Regions from separate parts of the Pan troglodytes genome. Here region 1 is linked to region 2. A link is a contact called in public HiChIP or PLAC-seq data. All regions are on one chromosome and are shown on one strand. Each heading gives the region's core, a stretch centred on a gene start, on an enhancer-like site or on the middle of the called end of the contact. The rest is flanking DNA. Distances are from core to core; before and after follow the strand shown. Region 1 holds the start of HP1BP3 (heterochromatin protein 1 binding protein 3). Region 2 holds the start of EIF4G3 (eukaryotic translation initiation factor 4 gamma 3).

Evidence for each region. HiChIP or PLAC-seq counts read pairs in DNA pulled down with a chosen protein or histone mark.
Region 1: an H3K4me3 HiChIP or PLAC-seq map of stem cell-derived excitatory neurons shows a contact between it and region 2, with 10 times the contacts expected there. The contact joins the promoter of HP1BP3 here to the promoter of EIF4G3 in region 2. A contact is called at or near these places in 1 of 7 Hi-C or Micro-C datasets (stem cell-derived neural progenitor cells) and 1 of 1 datasets of contacts at active chromatin or transcription factors (stem cell-derived excitatory neurons).

The regions. Positions count from the first base shown.
Region 1 is chr1:210,409,444-210,415,438 of NHGRI_mPanTro3-v2.0_pri, reverse strand. HP1BP3 (heterochromatin protein 1 binding protein 3) reads right to left here and starts at 3,532. Exons shown (of 13, transcript XM_016955521.4): 1 at 3,400-3,532.
Region 2 is chr1:210,023,129-210,028,966 of NHGRI_mPanTro3-v2.0_pri, reverse strand. It overlaps EIF4G3 (eukaryotic translation initiation factor 4 gamma 3), which reads right to left and starts at 3,817. Exons shown (of 32, transcript XM_063785318.1): 1 at 3,686-3,817.

The sequences.
Region 1 (5,995 bases), core at 2,283-4,782, 390 kb before region 2:
AAAAAGAGATGTTAGCCTCAGCTCTGCATTTCCTTAATAAAAGTCAAAGTCACAGAACTTCAAAGCTTCAATCTGTAGTACCTGCTTTAGAATAGCTGGGTTAATTGGCTATTTAATAAATTCACTGTTCATTACAGAGCTAAGTATATGCAACGTTAACTCACACTGCCTTAACATCACTGTACCTACGTTTTTTGTTTGTTTGTTTGTTTTAAGACATGGTCTCACTCTGATGCTCAGGTTGTAGTATCACAGCTCACTGCAGCCTCAACCTCCCAGGCTCAAGCGACTCTCCCACCTTAGTCTCCCTAGTAGCTGGGACTACAGGCACGCACCGCCATGCCTGGTTAATTTTTCTCTTTTTCGTATCAACAGGGTTTTGCCATGTTGCCCAGGCTGGTCACAAACTCCTGGGCTCAAGCGATCCACCTGCCTCGGCCTCTCAACGTGTTGGCATTACAGGTGTAAGCCACTGCATCTGACCCAGTGTACCTATTAACTAAACTTTTTACTATTGCACTCTGAATGATCAAATTTTGAGGCTGCCACACTTGTTCCTGGCAGGGATCTTATCTACCTGGTTCATTTGCTGCATACCTGATGCCTAAGAACATACCAGGCACAGAATAGATGCTCAATTAATATTTGTTAAACTAAAGGATGAACAAATAAAACTTATTTGTGTTTTCCTTTTTTTTTTTTTTTTTTTTTGAGACCGAGTCTCGCTCTGTCGCCCAGGCTGGAGTGCGGTGGCGCGATCTCGGCTCACTGCAACCTCCCCTCCCGGTTCACGCCATTCTCCTGCCTCAGCCTCCTGAGCAGCTGGGACTACAGGCGTCCGCCACCACATCCGGCTAATTTTTTGTATTTTCAGTAGAGACAGGGTTTCACCGTGTTAGCCAGGATGGTCTCGATCTCCTGACCTCGTGATCCGCCCACCTCAGCCTCCCAAAGGGCTGGGATTACAGGCGTGAGCCACCGTGCCCGGCCTATTCATGTTTTTCATCTTGGTTTTTATATGTGCCAAAAATAAACAGTCTGAGTTTACTTGTGGTTTACATGGTCCTCTTATGAACATCAGCTTGCTTAAACTTAATGTTAGAACAATAACAAATATTTGCTTTTTGTCAAGGGAAATGCTTAAATTAAATCGGTTGTTTATTTTGAGACAGAGTCTCAGGCTGGAGTACAGTGGCATGACCAGGGATCACTGTAGCCTCGATCTCCTGGGCTCAAGCGATCTCCTCCCACCTCAGCCACCTGAGTAGCTGGGACTTCAGGTATGCGCCACCACAGCCCGATAGTTTTTGTATTTTCTGTAGAGACAGGGTTGCCCAAGCTGGTCTCTAACTCCTGGATTCAAGCGATCCTTTGGCCTCCCAAAGTGTTAGGATTACAGGTGTGAGCCACCATGCACGGCTTTAAATTATTTGAATGCAAGCAATAAAAAAAAGTACTGTAGAAATAAAAAGCCCCAAATTTCAGTTTTATTTCCTCTACATTAAGAGAAAGCTGTAGAAAAGTGAGGAGTTTAACAACGTATTTCAGTTTACTGATATCCTTGATAATATGCATTTTAGGGAAAGCACTATAATTTCACATTTTACCATAAAATATATGTAATACATGTCATTAGTGATGCGCTGAACACCTCACATTGTTCCCAATCTTAAGTCATTCACTATACTCAGATTTAACGAGTCATGTCACAAAAAGCATGCCTGTAATTTGACTGCTGACACCACTTGTTTTTCATTTTCAAATTTAAGTTATATAAGCAAACATATACTCAGTGTCTGTTTTGGGCATAAATACTAAGGACACTACAGTGTCTCATCTCAATAAAATCACAATCTAACTGGGTAAGGAGTTAAAACTTTCATCCGGAAATGAAGAGTTCAGTATACGTTCTCCACTAACTTCCAGCCCTACAATCTTCCAAGTAAGCTTAAAAACAAAGCCAAAACCAACCAACCCAGCAAACTTTAAAATGTTACTTCTATTTTGAAACAAATTACACTAAACTTTTGAGAAGAGCAATGAAAAATTAAAAAGCTAACAAGTTTTTTGCCTATGTCAGGTTAAACAAAATTAGAGCACCTTTCAAAAATGACACTAGTCACCTCTCATTTCACTCTAAGACAAGACAGCGTGCTCAAAAAGCCCCAGGCGATTTTTAGACGTTATTTCGAATTGGATTCTCACTTTTTAATGCAATGCAAAGTCAGGAAGCACAATAAACAACAGAGAGAACGTGCACGCGGATGCGGCTGCACAGTTCACCCGGTCCGGTCTCCGTACGGGAGACAACTCTTTCTCAAAAAGGTTAAGTGGCTGTCCCCGGTCACAGCTGTTAATTCAGTACCAACCCTCAGATCTGGGGCTCTCACCTCACCACTCCTGCCTCCATCTCTTACAAACGCTCAGATGGGCGACTGTAACTTTCTGACGACCTACCGAGGCACCGCTCTCATTCAAACCCCACCGCCTAAGGTGGCGAGTAACCAGTTCTACGTTTCCCACCGGGGGAGCGAGACTCAAGGCCGCCGTCGCGGAGCAGCAAAGCGACAGCCGACAGTCCCGCCCGCAGAAGGCCGCGGGAAGGACGGCAAGAGCAGCGGAGACAAAGCAGCGAGGCGAGGTAGCTACAGGCCACAGCGGCGAACGCGCACGGCGGGGGAGAGCGCGGGCCGCCAGCGAGGCGGGGAAAGCTCGGACCGCGGACACCGACGGATGAGGCTGGGGCTCGGCGCGGTGACAGTTCGGGGCTCACGCTCGGCAGGGACACCGCGGCGCCCGCCCCGGCGACGGAAGCAGCGGCGGAACGCGAGCCTCGGCGCTCCGCACACTCACCACTGGGAGCTCCGTAATGGCGGCGGCGGGGGCGGAGAACCCGGGGGGCGGGCCCGCCGCAGCCAGTCACCGCCGCCGGCATCTTTCGAACCGGCTCCGAAAACCGCTGAGGGAGTGGGGTGAGGGGAGGGCGCGGGCGGACGCCGGACCGCGGCGGGCCTCGGAGCATGCGCAGCCCTCAGCCAATCGGGGCGGGCAGAGGACGCCGACGCAGGCGCGCTGGGACGCAGGGTCGCACGGCCAGAGAAGAGCTCCCCCTCCTCCCCCAAATCCAAACAAAACAAGGGCGGGAGTGCGCGCGCCGGAGGGCCCCTGAGGAGGAGTCCACCAGAAGGGCAGGGGGCTAGGTCGCAGGAGAGAGGAAGGGAGCGGGGCGGAGCGGCCGGGGAAGGGAGACAAAAGGCGCCACCTCCGGGGACCCGGGCGCCCCGCCCCCTCCTCTCTGGGAGCGGCGTCGGCGCCCCGGGCGAGCGGCCTCCGCCACTCGCCTTCGGGGCCCAGCGAGTCCGCGCCCACTCCCCGGCCGCCTGTTCGGTCCTGCGTTACCTCTGCGTTCGGCCGGTCCTGGCGCCCGCGTCCCGCACGGCCTCTCGGCGCCGCTCCCGCCGCCGCTAGTGGCCTCCGCCACCGCTGTCCTCCAGTCCCAGCCGCCGAGCTCTGCCGCCCCGCCCCCCTACCCGCGGCCCCGCGCGCGCCCCCGCCGGCCCCGCCCCCCGCGCGTGGGGTGCGAGGGGGCGCGCGGGGACGGGCGGACGCCGGCGGAGCGCGGGGCGTCGGCGCGCGTTCCCGGCGCTGCGTGGTGGCGCCCATTGCCTTGGCGTGGCGGGGCGGTGTCGGTTTCCTCGGAGGGGCGCTGCTTTCCCCCGCTAACCTTCGCTTTCTGTGCTCTCCAGGGCAGTCCCTTCTCTTAACTGGGTTTCCGCTTCTGCCACTCGTCCGCCTTTAGCGGGGCTAGCCTTTCCCGCTTCTCAGTTTAGGCGCAGCTCAAGAGCAAACCTTTTTTTGAAGACCGTAGAATTGGAAAATTAGAGAGCGGAGAATTCACTGCCTCGCACTCGCTCCCATTAAGTCTCCAGACGGTACAGGGCAGAGTAGTGACTCGGGACTCAGAACTGAAAAGTTGAAACGGGCTTTCCGGCCTCCCTAATCCTCACATGCAGGGAGAGTTCCCCAGAATGAAAACCCTGAGATTAGAAGACGGGATTCCCTTTGAATTGTCATATTACGTTGCTATCAGCGTACTTAAGCAACGTACATACGAAGGAAAAGTACAGCTCTTCAAAGCTAGTTTGGAAAGATTGTTTTTAAAGTTGCAGGTGTTGGGGGACAGGGGAGGGACTGGGTAATAAGTGTAAGGAAATACCAGTAGAATTGTCCCAAGCTTACAGTGGATGACCAGTACTCAAACGTATGTGCCAAGGTTTATAAAGACTTATGACACCATTTAAGCACTCACCCAGTCGTCTGGCCCTGCCATTAGCATAATTGTCTCACCAGCTTTCCCTGCCACAGCCACCCCACTCTATCAGTTCAAATTTCACAGCCAGCATAAAAAATTCTTTACGAGGTGTGCGTTATCATTCATATCCTGATGGCATTACCAGTCTTTAGTACTCTGGTGTCATATTCCAGCTGTTCAGAAGGGGTTTCGGTCTTTTATGCCATTCTTCATTCTGCTCACTCCCTTTGTTGTTAACGTTTCTGTTGTCTTCCTTTTCAAAGACTTCCATTTTTATGTATTCGTACATTTAAAACATCCTACCGTTCTTCTTTTACCCTAAAATGTCTTTAGACCCATCTCATGTAAGAAGCAGACTCAGATGAGAGCAAACTGGGAGATGTTTCCTCCTCCACAGATTTTTGCTTAAAACAACAACAACAAAACTTAGGCCGAGCATGGTGGTTTACGCCTGTAGTCCCTGCACTTTGGGAGGCCGAGGTGGGAGGATTGCATGAGGCTTGGGGCCAGGAGTTCGAGGCCAGCCAGGGCAACATAATTAGACCCCATCTCTAAATAAATAAGCCAGGAATGGTGGCAAAGGCCTTTAGTCCCAGCTACTCGGGAGGCTGAGGCAGGAGGATCGCTGAAGCCGAGGATTTGAGGCAACAGTGAGCTATGATCACCACTGCGCTCCACCCAGAGAGAGCAAGACCCTGTCTCAAAACAATCTTGGTGGGGTACCGTAGCTCATGCCTGTAATCCCAGCACTCTGGGAAGCCTAGGTTCCCAAAAGGAGGATCTCTTTAGCCCAGGAGGTTTAAGACCACCCTGGAGCAACATGGAGAAACCCGCTTTCTATATATGATAAAAATATTAGGCCGGGCGCGGTGGCTCAAGCTTGTGATCAATCCCAGCATTTTGGGAGGCCGAGGTGGGCGGATCACGCGGTCAGGAGATCAAGACCGTCCTGACTAACACGGTGAAACCCCGTCTCTTCTAAAAATACAAAAAATTAGCCGAGCATGGTTGCACGAGCCTATAGTCCCAGCTACTCGTGGGAGGCTGAGGAAGGAGAATCACTTGAACCCAGGAGAGGGAGGTTGCAGTGAGCTGAGATCGCGCCACTGCACTCCAGCCTGGGTGACAGGCTCCATATCAAAAAAAGAAAAAAATTAGCTGGGCGTGGTGACACACGCCTGTGGTCACCTACATGGGAGGCTGAGATGGGAGGATCACTTAAGCACAGGTGGTCGAGGCTGTAGTGAGCCGTGATGATGACACTGCACTCCAGCGTGGGCAACAAGGTGTTTCAAAAATCAATCAGGCTGGGTGTCGTGGCTCATGCCTGTAATCCCAGCACTTTGGGAGGCCTAGGTCAGGAGTTCGAGACCAGCCTGGCCAACATGGTGAAACCCTGTCCCTACTAAAAATACAAAAATTAGCCGGGCGTGTGGCACGTGCCTGCAATCCCAGCTATTCGAGAGGCTCAGGGCAGGAGAACTCCTTGAACCCAGGAGGCGGAGGCTGCAGCGAGCCAAGATTGCACCACTGCATTCTAGCCTGTCCGACAGAGCAAGTCCCTGTCTAAAAAAAAAAAAAAAAAAAAAAAAAAAAAAAAAAAAAAAAAAAAAATCAAGGCTGGGCGTAGTGGCTCACACCTGTAATCCCAGCATTTTGGGAGGCACAGACAGGGGAATCACG
Region 2 (5,838 bases), core at 2,568-5,067:
TAATGAATTCATAAACTTGCCACATCTATTGAAGCCTCAATATACATGGCAAAATGTGGCAATCCTATTTATTTATTTATTTATTTATTGAGACGGAGTCTCGCTGTCACCCAGGCTGGAGTGCAGTAGAGCGATCTCGGCTCACTGCAATCTCCGCCTCGCGGGTTCACGCCATTCTCCTGCCTCAGCCTCCCAAGTAGCTGGGACTACAGGCGCCTGCCACCACGCCCGGCTAATTTTATGTATTTTTAGTAGAGACGGGGTTTCACCGTGTTAGCCAGGATGGTCTCGATCTCCTGATCTCATGATCTGCCCACCTCGGCCTCCCAAAGTGCTGGGATTACAGGAATCCTCTCCATTGGCTTAAGATGTGGTTCTCTGCCGGGCGCAGTGGCTCACGCCTGTAATCCCAGCACTTTGGGAGGTAGAAGCAGGCGGATCACAAGGTCAGGAGATCAAGACCATCCTGGCCAACACGGTGAAACCCCGTCTCTACTAAAATACAAAAAATTAGCCAGGCATGGTGGCGCACACCTGTAGTCCCAACTACTCAGGAGGCTGAGGTAGGGGAATCGTTTGAACCCAGGAGGCGGAGGTTGCAGTGAGCCAAGATCATGCCACTACACTCCAGCCTGGCGACAGAGCGAGACTCAATCTCAAAAAAAAAAAAAAAAAAAAAGACGTGGGTTTCAAACATTTTCTAGAAGACCTTTGATTTTGTTTTTTTTGAGGTGGAGTCTCACTCTGTAACCCAGGCTGGAGCGCAGTGGTGCAGTCTCGGCTCATTGCAACTTCTGCCTCCTGGGTTCAAGCGATTCTCCTGCCTTGGCCTCCTGAGTAGCTGAAATTACAGGCAGGCGCCACCACGCCCAGCTAATTTTTGTACTTTTAGTAGAGACCAGGTTTCACCAGATCAGGGCCAGGTGCGGTGGCTCAATGCCTGTAATCCCAGCACTTTGGGAGGCTGAGGCAGGCGGATCACCTGAAGCCAGGAGTTCGAGACCAGCCTGGTCAACATGGTGAAACCCAGTCTGATCACGCCTTACAAAAAATTACCTGGACCTGGTGGCACACGCCTGTAATCCCAGCTACTCAGGAGGCTGAGGCATGAGAATGGCTGGAATCCAGCCGGCGTAGGTTGCAGTGAGCCGAGATTACACCACTGCACTCCAGCCTGGGCGACAAAGCAAGACTCTGTCTCAAAAATAAATAAATAAAACTGTCTGAACTTATTAATTCAATGCAAACACAACTATACCCACATACTTTGAGGGTCTGGAGATCTATTCAAGCCATGAACAGTGCAACTCCAGCTATGCACTCCTGCCAAGATGCTTAAATGTTATCAACTTATTGAACAATGACCACTTGCGTCAAATACAAATTCCCATACTCCCTCAGGGCAGAAAAGTAGAACTGCTCTATTTCAATCTTTTTTAATCAATACCCCATTACCAGTTGATAACACTTCACCACTGGTATGTCTGATGAAATCTACAACCTATACTTCCTTTACTGTTTATATAATAAAATTTTCTATAGGCAATTGTAACCTTTCAGTGTGTAAAAGCAAAGAGAAAACAATAAGAGCTGTGAAACACATCAAGAGGAAGATTAATTTTAGCTTCAATGGCATGAGGCAAAGTAAAAACTTAAAGCCACACAAAAGTAAGTGTTCCATATGACTAAAATTGGTTTAAAATTATCTACACTGGAAATTACACTTAAATTTATCTCTTTAACAAGTGCTTTTTATTCAAAAGAAAATTAAGTTTCAGCTTTTGTAACTACTTGAATGTTGCAACCAACTCAGAGCTTTTATAAGTCCTTCTATGAAATGCACTGAGAAAAAGCATACTTGAAACACAGCTGTATCCCAAAAAGCCACCCAATTCACCAAACAGTGTCACATTCAGCACTGTGGTCCTTACTACTCTGTACATCAAGGACACCTACTACAGGTTTCCTTTCATTTCTGTTCAATTGCCAAAACAGCTCAAAGATGCAGGTAATTAGTAATTTACGTGGTGGCACAATTCAGAAACTTAAAAGTCCTAACCGAGTATAGGCAATCAAGGTAAAAAATGAAATTAGAAAGGAATTTAAACTCACAAAGTAGTAAGCAAAGACAGGTTTAAAAGATTCAACACTGAACTCTGCCTTTAAGTAGGCAAACCAGCCAACCTTCCCCCACCCCAGAGACACTGACCAAAACCAACCAGGTTTTTCATAAGCAACGCTAAGTTATCACCACACTTTCTCATCGGTGAACAATTCCTAATTGAACAGAATCATGCAGGATAAAAACATTATGAAATCAGTACACACGTCACACTGGAATGGAATTTATCTTTACACTGCACCGCGGTGCCTGGATTGAAAAACATGAACTAGGTTTAAAGAACAGAGAAAATGACACTTGGCAGAAAACAAACAATGACCTGAAATGACTCTAGAAGGGAGATTGCTTTCCCTTCTCAAAGTAATCTATACAGACAAGAATCAAACTACAGACTGTGAAATAATCTGGGGACCTCACAGCAGTTAGCTTCTTACTTGCTCAAACATCCTACAATCTCTAAAAGTCAAACGCACGATGACACAAACATAAAAACACAACACATCTAACATCCAATCATTATTTATTGATTTACACAAATACAGTGGGTGTAGGGAGGAGGTGATGCATGATGAAATGTTATTCTCAGGTACGCAATACCTTTCTAAATCTCCGTGGAATACATGAATTCAACGTTTTACCTTCACCGGCTAGTTTTTGACTAAAATACCCCATCACCAAGTCTTTTCGATCAAAGCTCTCCAAAATTCTACAATCGAGCAAATAACATGAAATTAGAAACATTCAATACTAGACTTTCTTCCAGAAGCCCTGGTAACTCTCTAGACATCAGGCCTATGAGGAGTAAATTAAAGCCCATTAAAAATATTCAGCCTAACACAAATCTTCCAAGAAGTGAGACTTTTGTGGGTGATGGGTAACGTCGGTGAACTTCCTCTTCCTTTAAAAAGGTCAAAGACAGGGAAGCGTCCGGCGTCACATTTCCTCCTCAGATCTCTACCACAAACCACATCACAACTCTCCCATTACTAAAAAAAATTATCCAGAGGAACTGCTTTCTGTACATCTTCACCTTAGACTGAAAATCCAACATACCTCGGAAACGAGCTGATTTAGTTTCAAACAAGAAATTTACCGATAAAGTTTATTATGTACTAATAATAATTAGGGAAGCCCACTGTGTCCCGCTGTAGGGGGAGCCGAGGGGAGGTGAAGAGCAGGAGGGTGTAATCCTCACAACAACCAGAGAAAAGCCTTCCCTGCAGGGTTGGTCCCAGGCACCAAGCAAATTCTGCCCAATAAAGGGGGGGAGGGTACCTTAGAGGAAGAGGGGAGAAGGCACCCCAAGCTCTAAAAGGAAGGGGCTGCAGAAGCATGGCCAAGTGGAGCTAGCTTTCACAGTATTGCAGAGGGTCTGGGGGTCCCCCCGCAGTGCTGCTGCCGGGGCACCCCAAAAGCTCCGCCCAAGCCCGATGCAGGGGCTTGAGCCGCTGTCCCTTTCCTGGCTGGGCTGTGGCGGCCGGCAGGAGGGTCCCCTGGGCTGCGGGGTCCCCCTGGACTGCGACGACGAGAACCGAAGGGCCGACAGGAAGGTGAAAAGGATACTGTTGGGGCGCCTGAGTCTGGAGGGCCCTGATGTTCGGGTGAGGAGGGGGGGCCGCTGCCGCCGCCGCCGCCGCCGCCGCCGCTGCCGCCGCTGCTGCCGCCGCCGGGTGAGGAGGCGGTACCGCTGCTGCCGCCGCCGCCGCCGCTCCGGTGCCGGGTCCGGTTCCTGCTGCAGTCGCTGTGCCTGATTTCAGAGCCGGTTTCTGCGGTAAACTCATGGCAAAGCGAAGCCACCAACCCCCCCAGAGCGGGACCGGGCGCGCCGGGGTGCAGGGGCCGGGGGCAGCGGGGGGGCGGGATGGGGGCAGACCCGGGGAGGCGGCGGGAGCGGGGGGCTGGGGGGAGCCTGGGAGGAGGAGGAGGAGGGGGCCGGGGCCGGTCACACACGCCCGACGCCGCCGCCGCCGCCGCCGCCTCCGCCGCCGCCGCCGCCGCCGGCAGCAGCAGCCGCCCCGCGGGCCAGCACCACCGGCTGCCGGTCTCCGTGACAACGCGACCCCAGGGGGGGGGCCGGACCCGGCGGGGGCAGGAGGCGGAGAGACCGGACCTTTCACGGCAATATCCTCATGGGCCGGCGGCGGGGGATCTTTATCCCCCTCCCCGGAGGAAGCGGCGCCCTTCTCGGTAGCGGGGCTCAGGCGATGCCGGTGGATTTTCTTCACTCAACGAGCAGAGCATCCAACATGGCGCTGTGGCCGCCTCCAGCAGTCCGGCAGGACGGCTGCTCGGAAAACTTCGGACTTTTTCGGAATAGCTCGGGAAACCGAGGGTGGGAAGCCTCTTCGGCTCTTTCCGGAGACTGCTAGGGGTCGGGATTCTTCGGAGACGCTCGGGTGCGTCCTCGGCCGCCGTTCGGGAGCGCTCAGGGGCTAACTCGCTTCCTCGGCAAAGATCGGCAAGGGGGGCTTCGCTGGCTTACGGTGGCGCGGGTGCGGGGCGGAGGGAGAGACCAAAGGCGAGGTCTGGCTTGCGAGAGTCGTCCCCTGCGGCCCAGCCTCGAAGAACAATGGTAATGGCCCCGGAGTCGGCTGTTCGCTGAGCCCCGCTCGCAGGGGCGGAGAGGCAGCGGCGAGGCGAAAAACCCCTGGAGAAGGAACCGCTTAACCGGAATGGAACCCGTTGGATAGGGACCCCCCGCGGGGACTTCGCGTAACCAATGCCACCCGCCGGCCTGTAACCCACGCATTTCACACCCATTGTGTCGACACTTCCTCAGACGCTCTGAGAGGTGAATGAGGAGCCCCATTTCCAGAGGACACAGAGGAAAAGTGACTAGCCCAAGGTCACCCTATTGGGAAAGGACAGAGCCTAAATCTAAATGCCACCTTCATCTGGATGAACCTTGCCGCCTCCCATATTGGCTGGGGACATGACCTGAGCCGCCATATCTAATCAGCAGCCTTAACTGAGCTCTGTGGATGGATTCAAACCTAGGCCTTCCCAAGGACTGGAGCGCCCTTTGACCAGCAGCCAGTGATCAGCTCCCCAATGTCCTATGCTGGGTGACATTTGTTGATAAGGATTTTCTTCCCAGCTAGACCTGCCAAGATCACTCCCACCCCCAACCCCGCACACCCCACTCCTTAGCAGGTGCCTTGTCCTAAGCACAGTAGCATTGAGTGGGAAAGAATGGCAGGCATCGGCCGGGCGCGGTGGCTCACGCCTGCAATCCCAGCACTTTGGGAGGCCAAGGCCGGTGGATCACTTGAGGTCAGGAGTTCAAGACCAGCCTTGCCAACATGATGAAACCTCGTCTCTACTAAAAATACAAAAATTAGCCAGGCGTGGTGGCAGGCACCAGCTACTCGGGAAGCTGAGGCGGGAGAATCACTTGAACCCAGGAGGCGGAGGTTGCAGTGAGCTGAGAGAGTGCCATTGCACACTAGCCTGGGCGCGACAGAGTGAGGCTTCGTCTCAAAAAAAAAAAAAAAAAAAAAAAAAATGGCAGGCGTCATGGAGCAATCAAGTTTTAATATAATATTTACCAGACATGGCACTAAGCGCTGTACCCTTCGTTATCTCAAGCAGTCCTGTGAAATAGGTAGTATCCATTTTACAAATGAATAAACTGAGACTGGGGAGGCTCAATACCATCAAACCACAGAAAAGCTGAGAAAATTGAGGCTCAAAACGCACAAAAGACTTCCCCGAGG